Regions from separate parts of the Anser cygnoides genome. Here all the other regions are linked to region 1. The links are chromatin contacts, called in public Hi-C maps. All regions are on one chromosome and are shown on one strand. The core of a region is the stretch at or near the end of the contact, and the rest is flanking DNA. Distances in the headings are between cores, read along the strand shown. Region 1 overlaps LOC106045067 (a long non-coding RNA gene). Region 2 overlaps CHST13 (carbohydrate sulfotransferase 13). Region 3 has its middle 30 kb from the start of SLC41A3.

Region 1 (3,487 bases), core at 529-3,028:
ATCAAGATTAACGAGAAGGAACATGGGCTGAGGGCAGCAAATGAGCACAGGTTGGAGAAGAGGTATCCTTTAATACAGTGCAGATGGGGAAGAACAGCAGCTGGCCCTGTGCCCAGTGCTACTTCTAAGACCTCTCAAAGCTGAGGAAGATTGCTTTATTACTAACACTGTGAGAAGGAAGGGTTGAAAATGCTGGGTTTGATGTCTTTGCAGTATTAGATGGAGAATTGTTTGCTCCTAAATATATATATATATATACACACACAAATCTATTCATAGATATTTCATTAAACTCTTCTAACTACATGCTGTGTGTAACAAAATAATAAGCCAGCTAAAGAGTTAACTCTCTATATATATCCAAACCTACTAGGAGAGAGCTAGAACACAGATTTAAGCAGACAGAAGATGATACTTGTTCCAATTAATGTTCCAGCTAGCATCTGCTCGTTTTAATTAGTTGAAGTCTGGTTTTGTCTGGAGACAGAATTGCTGAGCAGAAGCGTGCTGGCTTCTTTTCTGCTTAGTTGGCTATTCTGATCTCTCTTGGTCTTTGGAAACTTTTTCTACACTTCACAGAGGCTAAAAACTATTGTGCACTGATATTTGTGTGTGCCCATAGGCTCTCTCTAAGTTTCACTGCAACCAGCTTCCATCTGTGTTTCCACTGGAGGGAAAACAGGCACAGGAAGAGCTTTTACAGATGTCCTCCCCACCACACACACATTTGTGCATTGCTTCACTTATCCGAGACTCAGTTTTCTTCTGCAAGCAAGAATTCCTGTTGAGCAGATGCAGGTGGATGGAGAAGGGTTCCCCAGGACCTGTTAACCTTCCTGTTTTGCTCAAAGCTTGCTGATCCTTCACCTCACCCTTTGTAACATGACCTTTGAGGATCTGCATGTTTCAATTACGCACAGATGAATAATTTACAAGCCATGGCTGTTGGAATAAACAAGCCCTTCTGCTCTGTCCAAGCACTAGAGAGTTTGTCCTAAATTTCCCTCACTTTGCTGAAACCTCCATGACTTCAGCAGCATTCAAAAACCTTTAAAGGAGAAGCTGGTGAGGGAAAAGCAGGATGGCATATCACAGCAGCAAACAGCACTCACAGCAAGTATTCCTGTTATCTCTGAGCAGGGCATTGACCTGTTGTACAAACTCCAGGTAGGAAAGCCACTGGCAAAGCAACCTCAGATGTAATATTTACCTAAGAGGAGACATTTCAGTGGAAAACAAGCTACAGGATCTGCTGACACCCTGGTGGAGAGAACAGCGGGCATTCACGCAGGTGCAGTCAATGGAATAGGAACAGGATGTGGAAACTTTCTAGCATTTCCAAGTAACAAGGCTGTTGTTGCATGAGGGGCATGTTTGCGCTGTCTGTGATTGCAGCTGAACAGCTAAGAGAAGCTGTGGATCTGGGGCTTGACCTGCCAGAGCCCCACCGTGCGGCATCAGAGGAGTCACTTGGCTTCTCTCTGCCCCACTACTCCGTCCTTAAAGCAGAGATGCAAGCAGGCAGGTCCTGCAAGGAAACAGCCAGGCTTGCGCCACACGTTTAGGAACTGCTATGACAGGTACCCACTGACGCCTAGTCCTCTGGCAAGGGAAACGGATCCCATGAGCTGCCCTGGGGATATGAGCTGCAGTTTAGGACCATAGATAACAACTCCTGTCAAAGCTTCTCTGCAGAAGAAGACAGGACCGAAACAGCTCAGGAGCAAAGTGAATAACAGGGTTGTTTTTTCTCTTTAATCCTTTCCACATGAGCAGAAATTGTTTGGAGCCATAAAGCATGTGCTCTCTCTTACAGCTCTTAGAAATCAGCCCTTTACTTTACAGATCCTTTTTGGTATGATCCTTATGCCCCTACTGAAGGAAGGGAGCCTGCAGCACCACCTGTTATACTAACAAAAAGCCACAGTTTCTCTATCTCCCTAAGCAGAGACTGGCACTGACAGGGCCAATCCCACCTTCCCCCAGCCTTTGATCACAGTGATCAAAATAAAAGGATCTTTTCCTCAGGCAGGGTATTTTTCAGCTGGACAGTCACAGCAGCTGTACTTTTGCCATGAAGCAAGGGCCAGGAAAACAGCTGGAACTGTGCCGTAAGAGCTTAATGTAAAATCATGAAGTTGCAACCTCAGGTTCCTGGGTCATTTGTCCCTGCAAATAGCAAGAATTTATAGCCCTTGTTATAGCCCTGGTTAGGAAAGTCTCCTTGGCTTCAGTTCCGTGGCTCTCTTTCCAATGGGCCAAACACAAACTCCTAGGCCCCAAATGTACTCAGTTTTGAGGGAAATCTGGAACTAGTTTTCAATTTGGGATTAGGTCTAAACAGGTATTCAGAACTGGCCTTGAAATCACAACTATGTCATGTATTTATCATCCTTACCAACACAAGGCCGTGAGAGGCCATTCAGGGGCCCAACCTCAGCCTCCCAGATCTCCTCCCTGTCACCTGGAGAGTTTCTGAAACGTCCATTCTTTGAGGTTTTCAAAACAGCTGCACAAGGCCTTCAGCAGCCTGATCCGACTTTGAAGTTAGCCTTGCTTGGAGCAAGAGGTTGGGCCTGAGACCTCCAGTGGTCTCTCCCAGGTGGTATTTTTCTGTGGTTCTGTCATCTTCAGCTGCATTTGCATCATGCTCTGCTAGGCCACTATCAGCAGACAGATCAGCAGGTGTCCCCACACTGACTAATCCAGGCCAGAAGTCAGAGAGCCTGAATCAACCGACTCTTCAGTGTTGGCTGCATTATTTCAGGAGACAGAGCAAAGCCCAGAGCTTATCTGCATGCAGTTGTCTAAGAAGAGTACTGTGGACAGTCATTGCAAGGGAGGATCCTTGCCACCATGGCACACGCTAGAATAAGGTCTGCATTGCAAAAGAAACTGGCCCAGGTCTGGAGAGGGTCCCAAAAAAAAGACTGCAGAGTATTTTCTCCTCTTCTCAGCAGGAAAGAATCCACAATCTCAGCAGGAAAAGGAGAGGGTGAAGTACAAATCATCATGCACTTGCTGCTTTCTGCCCAAGTCATTACACAAGTACCCTCAGCAAAAGGATGGATGACAGGGGCTGTCCTGTCATTTCCACATGTCTCTTTAGAGTATTTATCAGCTTTCAACCACCAGATTGAATCGAGAAGAATTCTTGTTGCAAGAATATCACAAATTCATTTTGGATGAGGCAGCCCTGGAAGACACTGGGTGTGAGAATCAGTGGCAGGACTTAAAGACCTGAGAGAGTCTTGCTCCATCAGTTTGTTTGCGATGATGAGAGTTGAGCTCACAGGTCTTCTTGCAGAGCCCCCTGTCTGGGGACACTTCTAAGTGTCACTTCTTTCTTCAGCAGCCAGAGGATGGGCCAGATTTTTCTTGGTGTGCCTCATGTCTAGAGACCTCACATATATGGTAAGAGTGGGAAATATGGGTCACTGAGCCAAATCCCCGGCCTTGGCAATACAAGGTTGCTGCCACCTCATGG
Region 2 (3,487 bases), core at 720-3,219, 210 kb before region 1:
TAAACACTTAGGAATCAGCAGAGCTTTTCAAACCAGGGATTTTTTTTTTAGAACAGGAAAGAGCCTATTTTAGACCTCAGTTCCTCCCCATTGTTTAAAAGTATTTTGAGGCTGAAATTCAGGCATGGCCAAAGTCAGGGGTGGGCGCCCTCCCGATAAGCAGGGCTGCGCTGCCTGCGCGCCGGCCACCACTGCAAGCGTGGGCAGGGGTGTGAAATCTAAGAAGCCCTCTGAGATCGCGTTGGTTTTTCTGCTGTGTTTCTGTTTCGTTTGCTTTCGTCGTGGGGCAGTTTTGCCGGGCTCAGGTTCCTGTGAGGCAGCCGGTGCATGGACGCAGCGCTCAAAGTGCAGGGCGTTTGTCAGCAGCAGCGTTGGGCAACGCGGGCTGGAAGGTCCCCGGGTCTGCCACGATTGAAGATGGGGAGTGCCGTAGCCATGACCCCTGATGGTGGAAAAATCAGCCCAGTCCAGTGCTGGAAGCAGAGCAGTAATGAAGCCCATCTGCTCCCGAGCACCAGCCCTTCCATGAGGAATGTTTTTTCTCGTCCGTCTTGGCTCTGTACAGTTTCCTGAGAATCTCTGATACGTGCGAGAGGTTTGGGAAGGGGAAGGAGGGCGCTTGGCGTGCCGGGAGTTAACTCTGTGCCTGCAGGAGAGGTTCGTGCCTTGATGGCTCTGCAGTCCTCGCTGGCCCCGCATCCCGTTGGCATCCTGGCCCCACTGCCACTCTCCAGGAGCACCCTGCACCTGCACCTTGTGCTTCGTTCCCGCTCCCATTGATCCTGCAAATAGGTCTGTGCAGAAGCAGCTTCTGGGAGCAGGAGGACCTCGTTCCGTGTTGGTGCAGGTGGGACCTTCTGGTGATCCTCAGTCAGGTCCGAGGTGGGAGATGAGCACTCGTGTGGTGCCCAGAACTGATGCTGGGAAGGGATTGCTGCTGACACCAGTGGCTGGGCAGCCCCAGTCCTGCAGGGAGCAGCTCTCCCTGGGTACTGGGGCTTGCTGCTCGCTGGGTTTTCTTTCTTTAGCCGCTTCCCCGACAGTGTCTGAATGGAGAGCATGACAAGCCTTCCATCTTAATCCCAGTGCAAACACAGCTGGCTTTCCCAGGGCTTGCTAGAAGCCAAGAAACTACAAAGGCATTAGGTGCTTAACTCCCATTACTCCCCCTCGGAGCTGAGTACCCAAAGAAGAGCTTAACTCCCCAAATACCTCTGTGGGGCCAAGCAGGGAACGTTACACATCCAGGCTTTGAGACACAGCTGGGTGAATGCCCCAGACTTCCCCTGTTAAAAGGCAGTTAGAGGTCTGGGAGGGAGGGGGCATCTCATACAGCAGCTCTGGTGGCCTAAAAGGCCCGGGGTGAACATTGCCATGTCTAGGTCCTGACTTCGCATGCACCCCACGCATGGTGCTGCCCAGTGCATGTCCCCTTTTCCAGACACTCGTCTCCAGATGCTGGGATCCTTGTTTCATTGCTGGCTGTCAAGGTTTGCTCTGACCAGCCCAGTTTTCTCTCTGCTGCAGGTTTGCACTCCTTGCAATTCCAGCAAACTATGCACTTGTAGAGCTCTGATAAACAGGGATCAACTCCCAAACATCCCTTCTGCAGCCCCGTTCTCCTTTTCCCAATTGCCTTTGCCCCACCCTGCGAAGCCAAAATCTCAGGCTCAACCAAAGCCCAGCATGGGCAAAGGTGGAATAAAGAGTGGCTCTGCATCCTCAGGAGCTGGGTGGCCACTGCTTGGATAAACTCCTCTTCCTGCATGTTCTTCACGGAGATCTCCCAGCGTAGGAGGTAGCACTCGGGCATATGGTTTGGTTTTGTTTCTCTCATAGTTTTAATGAGCCAGGGAGCAAAGCTAATGCTATGTTTATTGTGTTGGAAGGAGAGCGTGATGCTCTGAGAGAGCACGCAGCCTGTATGAGAACAGGGAAGGAGAGGGGAGCCAAAGGACATGCTGTGAGAAGTGGATTTGTGCATTTCGGATCCACGCAGAAGCAATACCTGACCTTCCCTGGTGCCAAGTGCACAGTGAGCCCTGTGAGGTCCGGAGGCTTGGAGAGCCAGCCAGCCGGCAAACGGGGGCTGCAGTGACGCTGGGACATCTACGGAGGCAGCGCAGTTGGTTTCAGCAGCCACCAGCGCCTGGTCCCCAAGCCAAGGAGACCTCGTAGCCAGATGAACCTGGTCACCCCGCCATGTAACAGCCCCAGAATCCCTGCTTCTCTCACCGGGCTGACTGGCAGAGCCCAGTGTTGCCCTGAAGTGTGCTTTTTTGTCCGACCGATGGCCTGAGCCCCGCAGACAGGACAGCAATTGCAAAAGGCAAACACACTGCCCTGCCTCGTGCACATGTTCCCCTGCAGTCGGCAAATACGTCTCAGCGCCAGCCCCAGGCATTGCTGTGACTCGCCCTGGGCGGCTGCCTAAAAACTGGCCTTTTTCTATGAAAAGTTGGGGAAAGGCTGGGCGAGCGCAGGCCCGGGGTTTGGATCCCGGCCACCCTATCGGAGATCTGGCTTGAAGCTGACCCATGAAGCTTGGCAGCACGTGGATTTGGGGATGTCTTTCTGCTGGTTTGCTGGGGACAGGTTAGTACAAGGGCCGCAGCTCTCCCAGGCAGGTTTTGTCTTCACCTGGCCTTCTGCAGCAGCTCTTACAGGGGCAGCTGGGTGAACACGCTTCCTGAAGCTCCCTGCCTCGTAGCACTTTCCAGCTCTGAACTTATGAAGACTCGCAGACAAAAATCTGCACAAGCCTGAATTTTGTTTCTAGCTAGACAAGATCGTCCTTGCCTCAGGGAAGGAATTCAAACTCTGCTCGAATCGCACAAACCCATGTCCCTCGAGCTTGCTGGGATGGCCCTGAGCAGATTTCTCCAAGCTGTCCTGGGGCCAGCCTTCCTTGGGCTGCAGGGCAGGGAGGTGCCCAGCCTGGAGCCAGCCCGAGGGGAGCTGCAGCAGCGGGGCAGAGGAAGGGGCTGGCTGGCCTGGCTGCTTCTGCTTTTCCCATTGAGCCCCGGAGCTCCTCATACTTGGATGAGCTCTGATTAGATAAAACTGTTGTACATTTTTGGGCGGGGACCGATGGGAGTCGGTATTTCCTGGGAGAACAAAGCAGTTTCTCTCCCAGCCAGTTGCTGCTGCTGCAGGTCTGACACCCTCGTTCAGCAGCTACATCCGCAGCGGAGGTGGCTCAGCACCGTCTCCCCGTACAGGAAAGCATGGCCACACAACCCACATCCTTCAGCAGTTCTGCGCTGAAGTGAAAATCACCATTCAGCATTTAAAATGGCTGAGAACTTGGTTTAGAGGGTGCAAAGCTTGTGGGCTCAGTGTCTGCCTCCTTGTGCTGTCCCAGTTGCAGGCTCCGGTCCTTTTCCCTGCAGTGGCAAGAGCTTACTACAGCTACAGCTCTACAACCATTCGCAGCACTGTGGAGAGCCCAGCCTGGCTCCTTCAGACCCTATTTGCCTCCCTCTTT
Region 3 (3,487 bases), core at 353-2,852, 190 kb before region 1:
GGAGGGTTTTTTGTTCTTCCTCTTCACGTGCTCTTGGCTGGAATGTGAAAAATACTGTGAACAGAGAGAGAGGAGCACGTTTGCAGCTGGCATGGGCTCCCGCAGCCAGAGCCTGGTGCCAGGGGTGGCTGCGTTGCACCAGGGATGGAGGAAAATCATCCTTCGGAGCAGCACTGGGGCAGACCGGGGTTGGGAAGGGCCTCGAGGAGCGCTGTGCTGGGGCAGGGGAGAGCAATGGTGAGGTAAAGGTGATACTGCACTGGGAGGGCTGGAGAAGAAGCGTGTCTATGTGTGCCTGCTTAGTTGTGAGAGTGTGCGCGTGTGCATCAGAAAAAATAGAGAATTAAGAATGGGGACAGAGACACCTAGAGGAAAATTCCCCTCTGGTTGGCTGGCTTTGGACAATTCATTTTTTTGAAGAAGAAATGGGGAGGACACAAAAGAAAATGACAGACACCGTCCTAAGGCTTTAAATTCAAGCAGTCCAAAGAGCTGTATTTCTTTAAAACCATATTTCAGTCTTTCCTCTTTTCTGTTTAGCTTTGGCTCAGTGGCTGCCTTTGTAAATAAACACGCCGGTAATAGAATTTGCTGTAGAGTGTGTCTGCTGGCTCAGCTGCGAGCACTTGACTTATTAGTGCAATACAATGGGAGGTTTTATAAAACCCCAGTGTGCTCAGACTGTTTTAAAAAATAATGTTTTCATCTAACAACTTTCGGCTGCTACGTCTTAACCTTTTTTGCTCTTCGCCTCTGATCTGTCCCTTTCTGCTGACATTCCCTCCTTGGTTACGCTGTTTGGACAGTGGGTTTAGCAAAGCACTGAAAAAGAAAAGTAAATAAAATTGCTGGTGATCCTGGCAGCCTGACCGATTCTCCCAACGCGGGTTGGAGCTCTCGGAGAAACGGCCTTTCTCGTGCTACCTTAGTATCTCTCTGGCTGGCTGAAAGTCAAAGCACAGAAACAGCTGATATGATGCAACAAATTTCGTCTGCAGCATTCAGGCTCGGAGTGACTTCCTCCTGTTTTCTCAGGAGTCTCACGTTCCCCGGTTAGCACTTGCCTGTGCTTGGGAAAAAAAAAAAAAAAAAATCATTGTTCAAGTCACCACAAGCTCTCTTCTTTGCTTTTGGTCATGAATCATATCTTGGAGTCAGATGCAGAGTCATAAAGGGATGGATTTTTAGATGGATTTCTGTTCCGAAATACCGTTCCTTGCAGGTAGCTCTTAAAAGCTGATGGCACGGTGAGCGGCAAGGGTGGGCACACAGCGGCAAGGACAGACAGGCAGCAGCAAGGACAGACACACAGACTGTCTCTTGCTGCCCACAGGTGTTCAGACTGGCTGGTTGGGAGCCCCTTTGGGCTCTCTGGTGTGACAACGAGGGTCTGACACAGCTTTGTGCGATGGTGGTGTCCTGAAGGTGGTGGCAGAGGCGGCCAGCAACGCGCCATCATTTGGGTCACACATTTGGGCACACCCACCTTCGGGCTTTTTCTAGAGAAAAAAAAAAACCACCACCACCCAATACATTCAGGTCAGATCCTCGGCCTTCCCCCTGCCCAGAGGCACCCTTCGGAAGCGCGGCCTGCCCCCCGAACATGGCCACCCTGCGGCCTGCAGCCCGGGGCCGGCGTGGAGCTCGGGGGACACCGTGCGACAGCGGGGCACAACTGCAGGCCTGCCGGACCGGTTTTTCGGTTTTGCTTTGTTTTGTTTTCCAGCTGTTCCACCGCATCCCTTCCTCTTGCCGGAGGAGAAAGCATCAAGGGAATCGAGGCCACCTCGAAAATGGAGTTGGGTTTCTGTTTGCTCCTCTGCCTCAGGATGGGAACGTGGCGGCACCTCAAAACGCACGGGGCTGCACGGGGGCTGAGCATCACGCCCCCCGCCCTGAGGGAACCCCGCTGCTGCGAGCAGGGAGAGTATCCAGGAGGAAGACGATGGTCGGGTGATGAAAGCCAGGAGCCCCACTGGGGTCCCAAATGGAAGGGTCTCCGTGACACTGGGGTTCGCAGTGGCCGACCTGTGTGACCACACACCACCAGGTGTTACAGCCGCCAGGTGACACCGCGGGGCCCTCCCAGCTGCGATGACCCTGCCGAAAGGGGCAGAGGTGCCCGAGCGAGCATGGCTGCAATTAGCCACCTACATCGTTACGAAGAAGCTCGGCTGCTGGCAGGCAGGGAGCCAGGAGCAGCTCCTCACCCAGCCTGGTGGCCCCAGAGGGTTTGGGCCGGAGAAGCAGGAGGCTGGGGGACAGCAGCAGCCGGTGCTGCCAAGGTCACCCCGGCTCAGCAACGGGAGCTCGAAGACAAACGGAAAAATCCAAGTGATATGCAATAATTGCACACGGCTTGGCCTCGGGCAAGGAATAACCTTGCACACTCTATTTAAACCCTCCCTTCCCCTCCACCTCCCCATCAAGTGCCTATTAAAAATAATATTTTTTTAGAAAAAAAAAACCAACACACCACATCTGTTGCCATACGAAGCAGTGTTCAGACCCCTGGGTCACAGAGTACCCCTCTCATAGATGGGGCGAGTACTCCCCAGCAGTGCTTAGCGAGGAGCTCAGTAGGATCACCCACCCTGCCAGCCCCGGCCTTAAACAGGCTGCAGGGCTTGGGGACAAGCAGCCTTGAGGGAGCCAGCTTGGCCCTAGGGTTCGAAGTAATGCTTGGGAGCTGCTGTGGAGCTCTCAGAGCCCAAGGGATGCAAGAGAAAATAAGAACAGCATCACTTTTATGTGTGTGTGTGGACATGCATACATATGCAGTGTAAATAATGATTATATTATAATGTATAATAGTTATTGCAAATACTTTTAATAGTTATATGTTAATACACATGTAATAAGTATGTATATAAAATCTGTTACAAAAATAATTAGCATATGTGATTATACTATAATGTTTAATAGAGCAATTATATTTGTATCTGATTGTAGTATTTAATAGGCATTGATTTATGTGTTTACGTGTGTGTGTGTATATGTGATACCTACACACATACGCACACACGAGACTCCCTCCCCATACAAGAGGAGCCCCTTCCCTTCCCACAATGTTGAGCTTTCAGGCAAATGTGGCTCAGCAGCTAACAGAGCCAGCCCCGTCCTCTGCACACCGCTCCCTTCGCAGCTTGCTCCGGCCTTCAGCATGCGGCGGGCGCGCTGCCCATGCTGGGATGCTTCGTGCTGCGGAGCTGCCAGCCCTGTCCCTGGTGACCCATCTGAAATCATCGCATTTCTGCATCCAGCGCAACACAACCGAGCTTCAGTGATGGGGAGCTTTCCTTCCCGAGCTCGCTGTGCACCGCAGATTGGGTTGTTTACCAGCTGGAGGATTAAATAGACCTCCATTGAAGGGGAAAAAAATGTTTTCAAGTATGTCTTGGAAGTGGTGTCTCGCTTGAAGGAGGCTTTTCAGGCTTGCTTGTTTGCTGGCTGACACTTCACTTGTCCCTGGTGAGGATGCAGTGTC

What was found. Hi-C and Micro-C count contacts between places; a contact is called where the count stands out from the background.
Region 2: a contact with region 1 is called in a Hi-C map of liver, with 1.9 times the contacts expected there. The contact joins two enhancer-like sites. A contact is called at or near these places in 2 of 7 Hi-C or Micro-C datasets (both in liver).
Region 3: a contact with region 1 is called in a Hi-C map of liver, with 4 times the contacts expected there. The contact joins two enhancer-like sites. A contact is called at or near these places in 2 of 7 Hi-C or Micro-C datasets (both in liver).

Annotation. Positions count from the first base shown.
Region 1 is chr10:12,885,297-12,888,783 of Taihu_goose_T2T_genome, reverse strand. All of the region lies in intron 3 of LOC106045067 (a long non-coding RNA gene), which reads right to left. Among named protein-coding and RNA genes, the nearest start is that of CFAP100, 4.9 kb to the right of the region's middle. Within about 2 kb of position 1,778, at least 2 of the 3 cell types and tissues checked have open chromatin away from gene starts, as enhancers often do. A contact at or near this core is called in liver, where this site is marked.
Region 2 is chr10:13,096,138-13,099,624 of Taihu_goose_T2T_genome, reverse strand. All of the region lies in intron 6 of CHST13 (carbohydrate sulfotransferase 13), which reads left to right. Among named protein-coding and RNA genes, the nearest start is that of CHST13, 28 kb to the left of the region's middle. Within about 2 kb of position 1,969, at least 2 of the 3 cell types and tissues checked have open chromatin away from gene starts, as enhancers often do. A contact at or near this core is called in liver, where this site is marked.
Region 3 is chr10:13,075,541-13,079,027 of Taihu_goose_T2T_genome, reverse strand. No RefSeq gene overlaps it. Among named protein-coding and RNA genes, the nearest start is that of SLC41A3, 30 kb to the right of the region's middle. Within about 2 kb of position 1,602, at least 3 of the 3 cell types and tissues checked have open chromatin away from gene starts, as enhancers often do. A contact at or near this core is called in liver, where this site is marked.